Linked DNA regions of Mus musculus: region 2 is linked to region 1. Evidence: chromatin contacts called from public HiChIP or PLAC-seq data. All regions are on one chromosome and are shown on one strand. Each heading gives the region's core, a stretch centred on a gene start, on an enhancer-like site or on the middle of the called end of the contact. The rest is flanking DNA. Distances are from core to core; before and after follow the strand shown.

The links. HiChIP or PLAC-seq counts read pairs in DNA pulled down with a chosen protein or histone mark.
Region 2: an H3K27ac HiChIP or PLAC-seq map of embryonic stem cells shows a contact between it and region 1, with 4 times the contacts expected there. The contact joins two enhancer-like sites. A contact is called at or near these places in 1 of 39 promoter capture datasets (embryonic stem cells), 1 of 115 datasets of contacts at active chromatin or transcription factors (embryonic stem cells) and 1 of 9 other capture datasets (embryonic stem cells).

Annotation. Positions count from the first base shown.
Region 1 is chr8:23,358,198-23,362,322 of GRCm38.p6, forward strand. No RefSeq gene overlaps it. Among named protein-coding and RNA genes, the nearest start is that of Gm30370, 44 kb to the right of the region's middle. Within about 2 kb of position 2,839, at least 40 of the 459 cell types and tissues checked have an H3K27ac peak or open chromatin away from gene starts, as enhancers often do. A contact at or near this core is called in embryonic stem cells, where this site is marked.
Region 2 is chr8:24,559,957-24,564,471 of GRCm38.p6, forward strand. All of the region lies in intron 1 of Ido2 (indoleamine 2,3-dioxygenase 2), which reads right to left. Among named protein-coding and RNA genes, the nearest start is that of Ido2, 14 kb to the right of the region's middle. Within about 2 kb of position 2,220, at least 14 of the 459 cell types and tissues checked have an H3K27ac peak or open chromatin away from gene starts, as enhancers often do. A contact at or near this core is called in embryonic stem cells, where this site is marked.

The sequences.
Region 1 (4,125 bases), core at 1,589-4,088:
AAATGTGTGTGTGTGTGTGTGTATGTACGTATGTTTGTATATATGTATGTTTGTATGCATAAATGTAAGCACTTGAGGAATGCTCTGTGGCTTGCTACTTTTTTAGAAAACTTTTTTTTTAAAGATCCTCATCTTCACTAAGCCTTGATAAAATACACCTGTAAAATTCTAAAACAAAGGGAAAAACTAAAAATTCCACTTAATCTATTTAAATGCATACAAAGACACCTTGAGGTTCGGAGATGATTCTAACGCATTTTATTATATCATAATTATAATTTCTCTTTTCCAACATATTTTTGGGCAAAAATTCATCTCTGCCCTTTTTTGCACTGAAAGAAAAGGAAATGCTTTCAGCTGTGTGTTGCAGAATGATATCTTCCAATCGTAGTATCTGCCAGCTTCATCGGAACAGCTGTCACTAATGGCAAGAGGCCCATAAGATCAGGCTGGCCGACCGCTGATGTTCCCTCTCAGAAGGATGGGTCACTGGATCCTGCACCTTCCTGTCCATTAGGTGACACTTCCCTAATTTCTCACTGGGAGATTCTAGAGTATATAGAAGATGGATGGTTAATGGATGTAGAGACTCCATCTGTGCGGCTATGGAGAAGTCACCATCTACATTGTTGTAGCTTTGGGATAACCCATGAACCCAAAGCACGACAAACTCACAAGTTTCCCAAGTGTACCTTTATCTCTCCACCATCCTTGGTCCACCAGCCATAAGACAAGAGATGAAAACTGGAGGGATACAAACAAGAAAAGAAAAGAAAACCCAACAATTTCTGTCTGCAGACAACATGATATTACACACAAGAGGTTCCAGAATCCCACCAGAAAAATTCTAGATACTATCAACAGTTTTATCAAAGTGTCAGGACACAGGATCAACGTAGAAAAAGCCATAGATTTTCTACACACCGACAACAAACATCATGGGAAAAATAATGGACACGCTTGCATTCACAGACAGCATCAAAGAAAGTAAAAATATCTAGGAATAAACCTAACCAAGGATGTGAAAGACATCTATGGTGGAAACTTCAAAACTCTGAATTAAGAGATTCAGGAAGAATGGCAAGATATACAATGCAAATGGACTGACAATATTATGGAAGTGACTACTCTACCAGACGCTCTTTTCAGATTCAATGCAATTCTAATTAAAACTCCCAACTCATTCTTCATAGAAATGAGGGGAAAACTACCCCAAAACTCATCTGGAAGCACAAAAGGCCCTGATAGCCAAAAGCAAAAATAACAGAGCAAAGGGGAATTATCATTCCATATTTTAAGCTATGTTAAAAAAAAAAAAAAAAAAAAACCTCAAACTACAACAATAACCACAACCAATGATACTGACATAAAAACAGACATGACAGCAATCTATGGGACAAAGCAAAGACCCACACATGAGTACATATAACTACAGCCATTTCATTTTTAAAAAAGAAAGATGGATACCCATAAGCAGAAGAATGAAATTAGACTCCTATCTGTCACCGTGCATAAAAAAAAACGAACTCGAAAACTCCAAGTGAGTCAAAGACCTAAATCCGAAACCTGAAAACACCGAAACTTCTAGAAGAAAACATAGTGTCTTAGTTAGGGTTTTATTGCTGTGAAGAGACACCATGACCACAGCAACTCTTACAAAGGAAAGCATTTAATTGGGTCTTGCTTACAGTTTCAGAGGTTTAGTTCGTTAGTATGGTGGGGAACATGGTCACGTAAAGGCAGTCATGGTACTGGAAACGTAGCTGAGAACTCTATCTGGAGCTACAGGCAGCAAGGGGTGCGGGGGAGGTTGCCTTACTGAGAAGGAGGAACTGGCCCAGGTTAACCCAGGTTGCCCCCAGTTTCTGGGGCTATCCTTAAGCTAACCTGTTGCATATGACTCAATTCTGTTTCCCTTCTTTGTAGCGACAGTTACTTTTATATCTTTATTTAAGACAGGAACCGATACAGTTCTCAGATAACTACTCTGTATCCCACCAAGCACCAGAGCAAGGAAGCAAGCAAACCTTTAGCTAGAGATAAGAAACGTGTGCTATGAGGTGTTTTTCTTGTGCTAACGATTGTGAATGGCCGGTCACAGCCCCATACCGAAGCCTGTCTAGAAAGGAAGGAAGGTTTGGCACAGCCTGCTACCTTGCTCTCTGAGAAGCGACTCCTCCGGACTGTGACCAGGGCCCATCAGTGGGCTTTTGTTGCTGTTTCTCAGGGCTCAGCCTATTGAAGGAGCATGGGACACCGGCCATCCTGTGTGTTCCCCAAGACAAGACCCTCAGGGAGCGCTGGAGTGTTGCGGAGGGCTCCTAACACGTTCATTTCATAAATTTAACTACTTATCTTGACAGTTGAACCTTGCTCAGGTGAATTACTGAAGTCTCTATAAAAATCTTACCTATTTCCTTCCCATAGGTTGTGAATTCAGAAGTTTGAGTTATAGTGATTTTTTTTCTCTAAAAATAAAAACAATGTTTAAAAAACCACTTTTATCCGTAAAGAGTTGTTTTTTTTTTTTTTTTTTTTTTTTTTTTTTTTTTTTTTTGTAACCAATAATAGTTTTCAGGCTCTCCCTGATTAGCTGATGAGACCTCGGCCCAATTAACTAAGGCAAGCTACTGAGTGCGTGATTGCCTTTCAGAATCGCGGAGGCGCTTTAAAGCGAAGTGTTCAATGGCACAGTTCAGCCTGACCCACAGATCCTTACAGCAACCGTTATTTTTGGCTGGGGCATGTGCTGTGCTATCTCCCAGGCCGGGATGGCAGGCTATTCAGGCCCCCTTTCCTATTTGCATGTCTATCAGGGGTCTTTCACAGCCCAGGGCCCCAACTAGGGCTCTGGCAAAGGCTGCTTTGTTCTTCAGAACCGCCCCAATCAGGCTCAGCCCTCTCTGCCAGGGAGGTTCTAAAATACCTGTTAGTTTCCTCGGAATCCTGAGTTTTGCTTTCACTGCAAGCAGGCCTGAGGCTCCATGGCCCAGGCTGTTGCTGAGAAATGCTTTTGATGGAGTCCCTAGCGGTCCAGCAGCAGGCATCAGGAGTGGCCTTTCCTCTCTAAGACTGCAGGAGATTGGATCCCCACAGGACACGACATGGATTTGCTTCTTTCTCTTTTCAGAAGTTAAAAGGTTTTCTGAGGTTAAGAGCAAGTAGTATTTATATATTTAGAAATACATACATATGAAAAGGAGACAACGATGTAATTGTATTTTATTTAAAAAAAAAAAAAGGAAATCTCAGAAGAGATTTGGCCACAGCTTGCCCCCCTTTGTTGTTAATAAGTTAAAAATTAAAGACATATTTGGACAGTAACAACAACAAAAAGAGAGAAATTACATAGACAATATTTTAAAAGCCAACGTTACAGATTTGACCATTACGAAAAATCTTCATGTCCAGAGTAATTAGTTAAACTCTACTTCAATAGCTCAGTGGGAGAGCCTTTGCCCAGCGAGCACAAGGCCCTGGATTTGAACTCCTGCAGTGCAGCAAAGCAAACAAACAGCTCCCAGGAAAACCTCAGACAAAACAAAGACAAAAACAACCAACAACTAAAAGCTAGCATCTACTTCAAATGTTTCCTCCACAATCTGACAGCCCAAGTCCACCAGCCAAGGGGTTGGGCAACGATGTATCTGATCCCCAAGTTTGCTCTGTGTGTGTGGTGCCTTTTAAGGCAAAGCCCAGGCTGTGGTAGCCTCAATAGGCTAGCCTTGGCCACACCGAACCCACTATTTCAGCTAAAGAGAGAGGAGAGAAGTCACATGGAAAATGGAAGAGAGTGACCCTGGTGCTCCAGCCCACCCTGAAGGTCCTGACATGAGGGTTAGGTTTAAATCGTGTGGTCCTGACAGGGGCTGGTGGGCTGTTGAGTTGTCATCTGTCAATCTCTAAGGGCTAAGCATCCTCATCTGGACGGGAGTGGGGGTGGGGGGTGGGGGTGGGTGGGGAGGAGGTGGGGGGGTGGGGGTGGAGGGCTGAGGGTAGGATAGGTGTTCTTCCTGGTTTTGGGGGATGTGAGGGTGGGTTGGTTGGGGTTGGGGGGTGGAGTAAGGGTGGGATGGGCGCTCATCCTGGAATTCAAGGTGACTGGAGAAGAAAAAGATAAAAACA
Region 2 (4,515 bases), core at 970-3,469, 1.2 Mb after region 1:
GGAATTCAGTAGAAATTCAGTGAGAATGTTACCTATTCAGTAACATTCAAATTTACTTCTAGTAGAAATGGTGAAACTAATTAGGCATTACAAAGAACAGAGCTAGAATAGCTCAGGGCTGGTCTGCAGGGTGATTACTTAGGACTTAGGACAGTAGCCAAGTCTAACCCAAACAAGGGAATACACCATGGCCTAGCTAATAGGTGGGTTTACCATGAAAGAGTTAGAGAATCCCACTGAGACAGGAATCTTGTACAGCCAGGTATAGCAGGCTACATTGCATATTAGAAGCAAGTTGGTGAATTCTTCTGACAAATGGAGCTTCCCCACAGATACTTAAAAGAACAGCCAAGTTATACTCATGAAAGAATTTATCAAGTCCTAGGAAATAGGGGGTTTGTGGTATTGCATTATTCATGAGAAGGTCTGCTAGAGCAGAACTCCCTGGTGCTAGCTTTCACAAGGTTCAAAGGAGTAGCACAAATTGTGAGTAGGGTGTGAAATCCTTACCTGTCCTTAGCTGACCCTAAGCAGAGCTGTTTTATCTTTACTGTAACTATTACCTGGTTCCTGAAAGTCCTTTTGAAGTCATTACTTTGTTTTGTGTCAGGTAACTTCAATGTACTTTGCCTGCTGTGACATCCTATCCCTTTATTTTCTGTACTATATAAGACTGGTGTTCACTTTGTAAAAATACACTCAGATTCTACACACTCGCCGCCGTTTCTGTTTGTCACTCGCCGACTCTACGGCGCCCATCTGTCCTCTGATTCGCACGGATTGAGGAGGGCCCACTGAGCCCAGTCCAAGGCAAGAGTTAAAAGAAGGCCATCCCTTAGAGACAAAGCAACACAAAGAGGTTCATGCCAGTTTCTCTACACCTTTGCTATTGAAACTGAGAACAGGATCTTGGAAGCTAAGTCCAAATGGTCCTGTGCTGGGGAAGTGTGGGGCGATGTGATGGACTTTTTAGGAGAGACATCAATGAAAGGGAACCTGCTTTTACAGAGGTCTTCTAGGGATAAGAGCAGTATGGAGTTCATGGTCTGCTGCTGGAAGAGGAACACTGGGAAGAAGAGGGGGGCGGGGGACACAGAGGCAGCAAGGCATGAGGAAGAAGAGGAGCGGAGAAGGAGATGCATCCTGGCAGATGCAGAAGTGAGGGGCTTAGCTTCCCATGGATCCAGTTTCTCAGCTCACTGGGGGTAAAGATCAGGCTGTGAGACTACAGAGAGGAATAAGCGTTATGCTAAGAACCGGGAAGAGGAGAGGAGAGCTGACCCTGAGCAAATGTGACAACACAGAGGGACAGTAATAAGCCAGGACACTTGAAAGTCCAGCTCTGGAGAGGCAGAGATCAACAGGAGACCCACGTGTCACTTCTTGTTGCTGTTGGGGTGGCGGGGGTGGGGGTGGAAGTTGGGTTTAGGGGGTGGGGGTCGGGGTCATGAACATCTAGATCTCCTGTGATTCTGGGCTAAAACTCCTGGTTGACTTGCATCCCTAGTATTTCCAACATCTTGCCATACGCTGTGGAGGTTTTGAACTTCATTTAATCTTCCCTTTTCTTTCTTTGACTCTAAAGTAACTCAGGACGAACTGGAAGCCTCGAGTTGAAAGACCCACAATGTGAGGGCTCCCCCACGTTCTGACTCAGGAGAGGCGACACCCCAAAATCACCCACAAGAAACGGGTCTTGCTGCAAATTGCAAGAGGATTTTTATTCAAAAGCGCTCTCGGGCCCATGGTCATACACCACGCAGGGGTAGAGGACCGTGGCACCCCGAGTAGCTGGGTAAGGGGGTATTTAAAGGAAGAAACCGAAACTCAAGGAAGTGGGGAGGGCATTGTTGGAAGATACCAAAGATACCAGTTAAGAGTCACAAGGAAGTGTAAAGTTACAAGAGTCACAAGGAATACCTGGTAAGTGTTAACTCTCAAGACAGCTTCTAAGAGCCTCTAACAATAGCACATTTGCATTGCAGGTTCTGGTAATCCTCAGGGTGACTTTCTTTGAATGAGCACTCTTTGAACCCAGGAAGCGGGTGGGTAGAGGAATGTCGCTATCTCTTTTATGATTAGCATACCTTTACAAAGGCCACATTCTCAAGCCTGGGCCTAAAGGCCTAGAATTCTGTTTTTACGTTGTTATACTTTCAGAGTCAAACTGCATGGGGAGCAGCGGCTGTAGTTCTGGACGGGTGGAGGCGTTCTGGGCAAGACCGTCATCTGGTTCAGCCTTTGGTCTCCTGTCCTGCACTCACTCCACCCGCACCCCTCCCAGCCCACCCAGCCTTTGTCCTGGAGAGAAATGGTTGATGGTGTCATTTTCTCCAGGAAACAGCTGCAGGTACACAGCTGAAGAGAGCAGAATTGAAGCTGATACGCATTTGGTTGGCATCAAGAGAAAGACTAAGAATAAAAGCAAAGGCTGCCCTATTGCCCAGGAGTACAGCACTTGCCTAGGACTGTGAATCTTGACTCCTTCCTCAGGAGAAAGGATCTCGTATACATATGCATATGTATATATATGAGAGAGATATGAGAGAGAGAGAGATGGATGATGGATAGAAAGATGGTTGATAAATGATAGAGATAGATAGATAGATAGATAGATAGATGCACAGAGATAGATTTACAGACTGGAAGATAGACATAGCTAGATAGCTAGGTAGGTAGATAGATGATAGGTAGACAGATAAATAGATAATGAAAGATAGATAGATAGATAGATAGATAGATAGATAGATAGATAGATAGATAGATAGATAGATAGATGCACAGAGATAGATTTACGGACTGGAAGATAGACATAGCTAGATAGCTAGGTAGGTAGATAGATGATAGGTAGGCAGATAAATAGATAATGAATGAAAGAAAGAAAGAAAGAAAGAAAGAAAGAAAGAAAGAAAGAAAGAAAGAAAGAAAGATAGATTCATGTTGATGTATCTGTGAACTGCCAACTTACTTAATCTCGCTGGTGTGATCTGGGCATTTTAGAATATATTTGAACATAGTGACTCAAATGCTGGGCTAGAATATCTCGTGTTTACTTTGAAATAGAAAAATCACGCACTTAAAGTCTGTAGAACTCAGATGCCCCCTTGATTGGCTGGGACCCAGAAAAGAAGCTGTCACTAACCATCACCAGAGGAGCCTTTTCCTTCTTTGGTACCTAAATAAGGAATCCCATCATAATTAAATGAAACCTAGCTGGGCTCTGCCTTCCTAGCTTACGTGAGAAACCTTAAACAGTTCATTTCTGAGAACCAAGACTCTAGGCTGCAGTCTATTCTTTCCCCTTAGATCCCAGAGGAAGGCTGCAGCTCTTTGTTTCCAATGTCTCATGCATGGACTGCTGTAAGCTCAACAGACAAACGCAACCACAAAGCATCCGAGTGCACTCAGCGTCCACAGTACTTTTATCCCTTGGGAACGATTCAACCCACAGGCTCCTGGTCCTCACCCCAGACATACGGAAGCTGACCTTCTGGTGGAGCTCTGTAGCCAGTTATCCATCCGCTAAGTGATTGACACAGCCTGAGTCTGACAACCACAGACAGGGACCAAGGCTTGCCAGTAATCCAGAAGAGAGGAGAGCAGTTTGAAAGGTGTTTTACAACCCATTTGAGTAGGAGGTGACACCTCTACCACGGGTATTGCTAGGCTTCTGGGTCTCTTTGAGTCTTACCCAGAAGATTGCTAAACACTCCTCTTAGGCAGCACTACAACTCATGTAAAAACCATTTGACTTTCCAGCCTTTCCTCTATAGCACGGGGTCTCACCCTTCCTAATACCGTGTGCAACTCTTTAATACAGTTCCTCATGTTGTGGTGACCCCCCCCCCCCCGCAACCATAAAGTTATTTTGTTGCTACTTCATAACTGTAAAGTTGTTACAAGTTACAAATAATAGTGTAAATATTGGCTATGCAAAATCTCTGATATGCAAGCTCCAAAGGGGGTCTCAAACCACAGGTTGAGAGTCTCTGCTCTAGAGACTGAAGAAAGTACAGAATTATATTGGTTACTCCTAACTGTCAGATTTAAATTTATCATACTAGAGACAGTAGCACCAGGCAAGTTTCTGGTTAGACAGCATGCATCTTCTTTGATGTCAGTTCGTACATGTACCTACCACATTTACCATTTAATTAATTAGTGAGGTTCCCCCATCCCTGGGGGATGTGACTTAGCCATTGCTCTCTACCGTCTGGTTATCTAGGGAATTTGTCTGATACATTCAGACGGGTTGTTTTATATTTCCGTGTAGCACCAGGAAGCCCAGAATCAGCTCTGAGGGTTCTGCAGAGAGGAGGATAGAGACTTGTGGGACCTCTGGGATTCAGTATTTTCTGAAGTTCAGCGGAGCTCTGGAAGTTTGTCAGAGTTCTACAACTGTTCTATGGTGGGCCTGCAAGTACCTGTAAGATGACATGGAAATGTGGTCTGCTTAGCCCCGAACTCAAACCTAACATTTATATGATGGTAGGCATGATGGGAAATGTTAGCTCA